Regions from separate parts of the Oryzias latipes genome. Here region 2 is linked to region 1. Evidence: chromatin contacts called from public Hi-C data. All regions are on one chromosome and are shown on one strand. The core of a region is the stretch at or near the end of the contact, and the rest is flanking DNA. Distances in the headings are between cores, read along the strand shown.

Evidence for each region. Hi-C and Micro-C count contacts between places; a contact is called where the count stands out from the background.
Region 2: a contact with region 1 is called in a Hi-C map of embryo, with 1.8 times the contacts expected there. The contact joins the promoter of LOC101175197 here to the promoter of LOC101174951 in region 1. A contact is called at or near these places in 2 of 5 Hi-C or Micro-C datasets (embryo and fibroblasts).

The regions. Positions count from the first base shown.
Region 1 is chr17:27,661,877-27,666,563 of ASM223467v1, reverse strand. It overlaps LOC101174951 (acid-sensing ion channel 1C), which reads right to left and starts at 2,014. Exons shown (of 11, transcript XM_023965533.1): 1 at 512-2,014. The coding sequence starts at 1,066.
Region 2 is chr17:27,794,388-27,799,106 of ASM223467v1, reverse strand. LOC101175197 (autophagy-related protein 9A) reads right to left here and starts at 2,437. Exons shown (of 13, transcript XM_023964921.1): 1 at 1,774-2,437; 2 at 1,558-1,601; 3 at 565-629. The coding sequence starts at 1,882. abcb8 (ATP-binding cassette sub-family B member 8, mitochondrial) reads left to right here and starts at 2,601. Exons shown (of 16, transcript XM_004079398.4): 1 at 2,601-2,821; 2 at 4,002-4,323; 3 at 4,394-4,549. The coding sequence starts at 2,718.

The sequences.
Region 1 (4,687 bases), core at 765-3,264:
TAAACACTTTTAAACTCAACAACTTCTCCAATACTCTATAAAAATAATATGCAAATAATAAATGCAAACATTGATGAACCACAATATTATAAAAATAATCTAGATAAAACACAAAATGCAACTCTGGCCATGAAAGTCTCTCTCAAAGATGCAGCCAATTTGTGCACAGCTCACACTATCTGTTCCCTCTTCATCATACCAAGATGTTCTGAGAGATCACAGAGTGAATTCTGAGAGAAGTTCTGCTTAAAAATCTACTCTCATCACAAGTTTGATGCCAAACTTGAAGTCAACACTTCTGAAATATCACCGGAGAATCTTTTTTTGGGAGTTTGCAAAAACCTAGAATGGATTAAAACACCAGATCTGATTAAAAATGGAATGGAAATGAGGGTAAACATCAGTTTTGAATAAAACATATAATCCACATTTAAGTTTATCTGAACCTGAAATAAAACGGGAGACTCTGAAAAGAAAAAGATCAGCAGATATGTAAATAATTACTACTCACTGTGGTAAAATTCATGGCGTAGCAATCCTCTCCTCGAAAGGTGCATTGTAGCAACATTTCACTAATGTCGTGTCCTGTTCGGTTATAGAAATCAGTCATGTTGAAAAGTTTGGGTTTAAAGTTGTTGAAGTTTGCCTTGTCCTTCAGCGCAGCCAGAACTTCAGGCTCGGCTAAATGAGGGTTGGCTATTTGGTGGTCGTTATTGAGGAGGGCCAAAAGCTCTCCAACATGATAGAGGTCATTTCTGGTGATTTTGGAAAAGCGGAATTCATTAAGATTACAGAAAGTGACTGCTGGGAAAGTCAGGTTTGTTGCTGCCACTTCATCTAGCTTGGTGACGTGAGGATATTCTAGATAATATACCACCCGATCCATGCAGACCAGCATCAGTAAACTTAATGATCCCAGGAATGACAGCGTCCAGAGAAATCGACGAAATGTCATGTGCCCATAGGCAAATATGTGACTCATGCCATGGAGGGTAGATATATTGGCAAAAGCTTGCAGATTGGAGGGCCTGGCACTCTCAATGCTCTCCTCCGAGCTTCCTTTCATGACTGTAGTGATGCTCAGTGCCGTCTTCTCAATAATTTCAAGTTGTAGGCTTTGCTTAGCAACAAGAAAAGCGGAGTCGGCCAACAGTGACGCTTTGGCAAACGGACTTGTTTTCCCCAAAAGAAGTAGTAATGTTGTACTCAATGGCTACTTTAAAATGGTTGTCAGTCTCTGTGACTGTTTTTGTTTGATTGCAGATTTCATGCCGTTGGTCTGCAGCTTGCACAGGAGTCCCTGGTCTCCTTCTCTTTAAGTCTGCTGTTCTATTGTGTCCAAAGCTGTCTCTCACACTCCTTGCTTAGCTGTCCTCTGTGGACGCGCACCAAACACAATGACAGAAACACCCACTTGTGTCGGAGCAAAGAGCCTTCGGTCTCCAACTCAATTACACAGTTGAAAAAAAAAAGCAGAACAGAGAAAAACAGCAAATTTAAAAGAAAAAAGGCGAGAGATGACAGGGAGGGGGGGCTGTAATGAAAAGGGCTAGCATTTAGAAAGAGGTGCTAAGCCTCCAGCAGTCAATGGGACCATTCCTCCAATCTGAGAGAATGCCTCTACATCGCTGTGATAATGGGATGCAACGCTTTTGTGAATGAAGGTAATAAAGAGAGAAACAGCTCACTGGTCCCTTGCTGCCACCTTCCCCTTTTCTCTTGTGTCTCTTTAGCGGTTCTCTTCCAAGAAATGAAAATGAAGGGGGGTCAGAGACCTCCGACCAGCGCACCACTGTGCTTGACAACCGGCGTTCATAGATTCCACACGTTCCACTTCCTTTTTTGCACAGATCCTCAGTTAACGGAGAAGACCACCTCTTGATGCTTTAGGACCACCCCCACCAGCACCACCCCAAAAACCACTTCGAGACCCCCGAGCTTTAGTCGCGTTAACATACAGATTTATATTCTGCCGTGTGAAACCTCTCGCTTTCTCTCCTCCTGTCGCTCTCTCCCACCACTCCCCCACTTCTTGCTCTCTCAGCCTCCCTCTCTCTCCCCCTCTTTAGTAGTCAAGATTCATCCCACTGCTGAACGGCTGCTTTTCCTTTGAGTCTGTTCTCACAGACAACTCTCTCAATCTGGACACAATCTTCACTCTTTCACTATTCCTTTATTTTCTTCAGCAGTTCCTCTTCTTGCCGTCAAACAATGCTGCAGCTTGCTTCTTCAATGCATTGATATAAATATGATAGATTGGAAGCTTAGAGGTATTCAATACCCATTTGTTATATTTTTGAAGCATTTCAAGCAATAAAAACAGGTCAAAAGCAGCTTCATCCACCTATAATCTAAAATACACTCACCGGTCACTTTAACAGGTACACCTGTCCAATTGATGGTTAATCCAAATTTCTAATCAGCCAATCACACGGCAGCAACTCAATACATTTAAACATGTATACATGGTCAACAAGATCTGCTGCTGTTCAAACTGAGCATCAGAATGGGGAAGAAAGGTGACAGAAGTGACTTCAAACATAGCATAGTTGTTGGTGCCAGACCGACTGGTCTGAGTATTTCAAAAACTACTGAGCTACTGGAAATTTCACCTACAACCATTTCTGGCGTTTACAAAGAGTGGTCTGAAAATGAGAAAATATCTAGCAGCAGTTCTGTGGGCAGAAATGCCTTGTTGATACCAGAGATCGGAAGAGAATAGCCAGACTGGTTCCAGCTGATAGAAAGGAAAGCGTAACTCAAATAACCACTGGTTCCCACAGCAGCAGAAGACCAAACCGGGCATCACTCCTGTCAATTAAGAACAGAAAACTGAGGATACAATTCACTCAGATTCACCAAAACTGGACAACAGAAGATTGGAAAAACATTGCCTGTTCTGAAGAGTTTCTATTTTGCTCTTTTCTGTTTGACGACACGACAATCGTTGCTTTGCATTTGTCCACGGCTCATTTGTTGCTTAATTCCTACTCTGTTTACAACGGCTATGGTGGCCATTTGGGCCACTTGTTCCACTCCAAGGACGGATTGTATTCAGACTGAGGAATCTCAGAGTGAACCGAAGCTCAGTCCGATTGGAAACGAACCGAGACCACCTCCAAAGAGCGGTTCTTGGTCCCGGACCAGGGTCTGCTTGGGTGTATTCAGACTGAAAATTTGTTCCAGACTATAGGGGGACACAAACTCTGGATCACTTAAAGCTGCCCAAATGTGGTAAATGGCGTATACTTATATAGAGCTTTCTACCTTCTTTTGAAGGCCCAAAGCGCTTTACAGTCACAGCCCCATTCACCCAGTCACACAGTCACATGCACATTCACACACTGATGGCGGCTCCGCTGCCGAACACTGGCGCCAACCTCCCACCAGAGGCACAAGGTTATAATAGTTTCGGATTTTTTATTAGTTTTAGTTTTTATTTCGTTTTGAATTTTTGTTTTTAAATTTATTTAGTTTTAATTAGTTTTTAGAGGCTGCTTTACTAGTTTTATTAGTTTTTATTTTTTGAAATTGCTTCGTTTTAGTTTAGTTTTTATTAGTTTTAGTGTTAGTTTTAGTTTTTTCTTTCTTTTTTTTTTTTTTTGTAAATTAGGATATTTGTCAGGTGCATGATTCAAAATCACCAGAATAAGTATTGTATGATAAAAACGCAATCAAAGATACATTTTGAAACACTTATTATTCAGAGGACACAAGGACAACCATCCTTAAATTAAAATACAACAGCTGATAACAGCATTACGTTATCTGCTCTCGCTTCTTTTTCGGGGGAGGGCGGGCGACAGGCTAGCTTGTCTAGGTACTGTTGATTTGCGTTGTTGTGTGCGCTTTTTAAATGTACTTTTAGATTCGTAGGGTTTTTCCCTTTGAGGAGTGTTCCACAAACTTTATCTCCTGCTTCAACTACAAGGCACTTACTTTAGTTTTCGACGCTGTTAAATTCAAAAAAGTTCCAAATAGGACTCTCCCGCTTTCTCCCAACTTTTAATGCAGCCATCACGCTCATGATGTAAATGTCTAGCCGGCAGTGTCTGACAGACATCATGTGACGTCACAGACAACGTGATGCCGTAGGGTGGAGCCCTGCGTGGGACTAATTTCTTCATCCCGCTCCCGCCCGCTGAATTTCTGACCAATCCCGCCTGCTCCCGCAACGTATGCGTTACACTCCCGCCCACACCCGCAATATGTATGTCCACTCCCGCCCGCACCCGCAAAACTCATAAAATTTAGTCCCGCACAGTAATAGAGATGCATTGATTTTGTATCGTCTCCCGTCCCGCAGGAAAAAAACACGTATTTGTATTGATATTATTAAAGAGATTCATGTCCCTCCCCCAGCCTCATCTTTTCATGCATTCCTCTTTTGTGTAATTTGCAACTTAATTATTAAATATATTTTTACAAATCCCGTTCGGTTAAAAGTGTGCTTGTGTGCGCGCGCAGACAGACGGCCTGAAGCGCGCTCTTAGTAAGAGGCGGGGCGGGGCGCACCCCCAACAACAGGTTAGATGACAGAGGCCATTGTGTGTCTCTACCTGGTGCCTTCACGGAGCTTCAGTACATAAGAATCCAACAGCCGCTCAGCCTAACGTAGTCCGCTAATATATATTCATGAGATTTTCATGGCAACACTGATCCCGCGGGTTTTTTTTCTGCCGCCCGC
Region 2 (4,719 bases), core at 1,188-3,687, 130 kb before region 1:
GCTTAACGGCTAATTGGACAGGCGGGACAGAACTCAGAGAGACGAGATCAGATTTAGGAAAGCATGCACAACCTACAAAGGAGGAGGGTTAAATGACGTCTGGCTATTCTTGACAGGTTTTTAAAAGGAGTTAGTTGCAGAATTTACTGTTCCGCCCCCAAAAAACGTTTCTCTTTTTGATTTCAGAGAGTGGAATTATTAATTTTGCTGTAATTGGCACATATTGAATTCGAATGGTCAAGACATAACTTCTCCAGAGATATCATCCGGGTCTGATAATATTACCAAACTCAGGTCAAAAGATGAAAAACACCTCAACTGAAACCAAAGCTGGTCAGTGAGCAAATGATCACAAAGAAGCATTAATAACACTTTAAAGTACATCAAAAGGGCACATTCTGAATTTTTTTATGATTGGAAATAGATGATTTTCTGTAATAATTTTAAGGATTGCTTTTGCTGGAGGTCACTGAGATATTAGCATAAATATATAAAAAGCCTTAGTACGTTTGTCTCTGTATCTAACGATGCAACCTGAAGGATTCCAAATAAACAAATACTTACATGAGTTCAAAAAACTCTGATAACATCATACAAGCAAATCCATTCTTTTGATGAAAATGATAAATGTGGACAAGGTGGTTAAGGAAAGTAAAACAATAGACACACACATATGAAACACCAACTTTGCTTACAATGCCAAATACATTACAGTTTGGCTTACTACCAAATCTTCTTTGCTCAGTGTCCGGTTGTTAAAGACCCACCTCGATCATCTATTAATCCATTTTCAAAATGTTCCCAGTGGTCTTTTAATTATAATTATTTAGATTTTAGCCAAAACCAACAACCTGTCATTTTCTAGGACATAGTTTCTGCAGAGCGGCAGGAGTTAGAAATTCACCTGGCATCTGTTTACACCCTCTCCTTCAACCTAACATTACAGGTGAAGCAAAAAACTGTGAGCAATGTTGGAGCTATCCAGCTGTACAGTTTTGAGCCAGATGCCAGCGCCAACGAGGAAAACAAAGGCGTTCGTGGATTTGTTTCTCTGCGAGTGGATCCATCAGAATGGAGCGGAGCAGAGAACTTGTGGTCTGCCCAGCATATTTTCTATAAAAACATATACGACCTTTTGGTTTTTTTTTAAAAATGGTGCTTTGCATCTGCTCCTGATTCAGAAGATTTGAATACAGAAATACAATTTAAAACCTGATTTTCTTTATATATGTCCACCATCATCAGAAAAAACATAATTTTCATTAGAGTGTGTCATAAAAGCATAAAAAAAAAACAAGATAAAAAAATCAATCAGGCAGAGGAAAAAACACACCAAAGCATAAAAAACACTTTTATGAGCTTGTTCTGTGGTTGACCTTTTCTAATTCCCTGTCAAGGAATCACAGTCCTGGTAGGACTGGTTGCAAAAAGAATTTTCAGATCGGTACCCTGAGGCAAGTTGTTTCGTAACAAACTCCTGGTAAACATTGTGAAATGTCATATTTTTAACCGCTGACTTGCTCTAGTTTATAGCAACAAGACATTTTGAAAGGATATCCTTGTGAAGAAGTTATCCAGGTTCTTGATATGGTGCCATGAGTCTGTCAGAAAAACAAAACACAGAAACAGCATCTTTAATAAAAAGGATAGCTTTAATACAAATTATCTCTAAAAATCGCGCTTTTGATCTGGTTTCACTTCCAGGGCTTTTACCAACCTTAAGTTGAATCTATTTTTGTACCGAACAAGCAGTAATGTTAGAGGTTTGTTTACCTTTTAGACTTTCAGGGACGTGAACTAATAAATCTTCTTCTCCAGCCGGGGAATCTTCCTCGAAGTCTTCGATCCTGTGATATTCTTGGTAGGTTTCAAAATGGGCCATGGTGCTTCACATTCTCCAGTCGGTCCAAATTGATGAGCTAAAGCTTTTACAAACAAAGTGGTCTCAGGCTCAGGACCTCGGTTCCATTATGTAGCCGCCGTGAAACCGGTAAAGCTGTTCAAAGGACAGCTACTGTAACGTTAGCTTGCTAACTCGCTTGTCGCACAAACAAACTGTGTAACCCCTCGCAGCAATGACATGGATAATACCGAGTCGAGTTAACACAAAAAAAGCAGCAAAAACGACTAAATTATTAATTGACTTTGAGTTAGACGTGAAAAGGGACAAAAGACGTAGCCAGGTAGCATGTGAATGATTCAGCCCTAGTGTGGTCCGGGTGACACAGTTTGTTTTGTTCCCGAGTCCATTCCCGGTCGCTTTAATTCCACCCCCTGTTCCCGCTTATTTATCACCGAACTAGGCTGAGGATTAAATAAACCGAGTTGAGATATCTTGAGATATGTTCACTGACATCTCAAAAAAATTATTCAACAGCCTACAAGAGTGCCCGCTGTTTTTGTCTTTCTCAAATAAATGTCAACAAAAACAGAATTGTCGTCACTTCCGTTTAGCCTACGCCATTTCCGTTTGTAGTTTAAAACAATTTATTTATTTATTTATTTTGCTTTTTCCTTTGAAAATTAAAAAATAAAACCACAATCCACCTTAGTCAAAAAATAAAATATAAATAAATTCACAAGATTTTTTTTTCTAATTCCACAAATACTCACATGCTGAGTGTCAATATGGCTGCCTACAGGGTCTTGCCGGATTACTGTTAAACCTAACAGCTTTTCAAAGCAATCATCTGTCTTTGATCAAACACGCTTCAAACATGATGCAACTCATTTGCTGTAGTAGACCTGGGATATGTTCACCATTGCGGTCACAGGTCTTTTCTGTGCCGTATAAAGCAGGAGTCCAGTGGAAGCTGTCACGGTAGGTTAGCGGTGGCTGCTCCGGATCACGACAGCAGATCTGGGTCTGTTGTTAAAGCTGCACATTTGGGACAGAACAACACTTTATTACTTTGTTTTTACTCAGACCTAAAAAATAATCACAAGAAAAGAAGATTAGAAAACATTCATCCATCCAATGAACTACGATTACGGTAACGTTCATGTAGAAACGACCTTCACCTTGTCTTTATTTAAAAGTAGGAGTGCAAATAGAGAAAACCAATATTATCCTAAATTTAAGTTTTTTTTAATCTCTTTTTTCATGAAGTTTTCCCAGAAAAATAGTAATCATTTAGGCATAAAATGACCTTTACTTGAGCTCTGTGGGAACTCAGAGTTCAAGGCAATAACCAACCTTCAGCCTATGGCTCCTCTGATTGGTCCTATAGAATAACGTTTTATTTTTTACAGACTAAGTTTAAATGTCGACACCATAAAAAAAAAAAAAAAAAAAAAAAAACACAAGACATGCAGAACAATGAAAAGACACCTCAGTGTTTTTTATTCTTTTTATCAAATCAACTTTAAGTCTAAACATATACAAAACTTCTGTCAGTTAAGAAACGAAAAATCAACTTGACATAGTTTTCACTTGGATAAATGAACAAATGGTAAAAAACACGAGACACTATGGAAACCCTTTCCAGTCCCATATCACCTGGATAATTGAGACATCACAATCCCAGCACAGTGTTACTATTGATGCATTACATTGCTATTGTCACACACAAAAGTCAGTTGCAGGTTTTGTCGTTTTGACTGGCAGTCACTGTTTTTGTTGTTTCCTTTTGTCAACATTAAGAACTCAAGGAAAATGAAATTTAAAAAAGGGGACATAGTTTTGTTTCCTTTGAAGTTTGATAATAATTTAAAATACTGACTGAAATTTTGACTGCTTTAACTTTTTTTACATTCATCAATTGTAGGCTTTAATTTGCTCGTCACTTTTCAATTTTATGTTTGGATATTTGGATTTCTGGTGACACTGTGATGCTTTAACCACTGAATTTTCTCAGAGACTCACTAAAAATCTCAGAGTTTTTTAGTAAAACAATGCTTTGTTTTATTGTTTTTACAAATTTCCCAGTTCATTAACTTGTTTTAACCTTTTAGGTTCTGCTCTTCTTATGTCAGTTTTCCTGTTTATTCCTGTTGTCCAGGCGGATTTCTTCAGTGACTTGTGCACGGAGCTCCTCACAGCAGCTGGGGAGCGCCGTCAGTCGCTTTTGGAGTCTAACTCAGAGGAGCATACGACGCTCTCCAAAGGGCGCCATCACACCCCGGGGTTTGAAATTCCTCCTCGGACCAGCTTTTTTAACTGTCTCATCACGCTTATTTTGCCACGTAGCTCACTGTCAGGAAGATGTGAACAACAACACTCCAATAGAAGTGGTGACCAAAGACTCACTGCCTGAGTTCAAATGGCACATCCTGTGGGAGTTTGTCAAACCTCAACTGTTTGCGCTCACCTGTGCAGTTGTGGTGAGTTTTACCAGTTTCATTATACAACAGTAATACACTGGAATTGAAATGACGATGTCTCTCGTTTCAGCTCGCCTTCGGTGCAGCCATTTTGAACATTCAAATCCCGCTGATGCTTGGGCATCTGGTCAATGTGGTTGCACGCCACCTCAGGGACAATACAGGCAATTATATAGGGGAAATGAGAGGGCCTGCCCTGAAATTACTTGGAATGTATGGTATCCAAGTAAGTACCTAGGTAATCCTAATTATTTTTTAGTAATTCTAAAACTGTTTTCATAGGACAGGATTTGGAAATTAGGCATTTAAAAAAGTAAGGAAGTTTAAGGCAACATACAAGACATGAGAGTAAAACATTTGAAATGCATTCTAAGGAATGATATTTGCACATCTGTG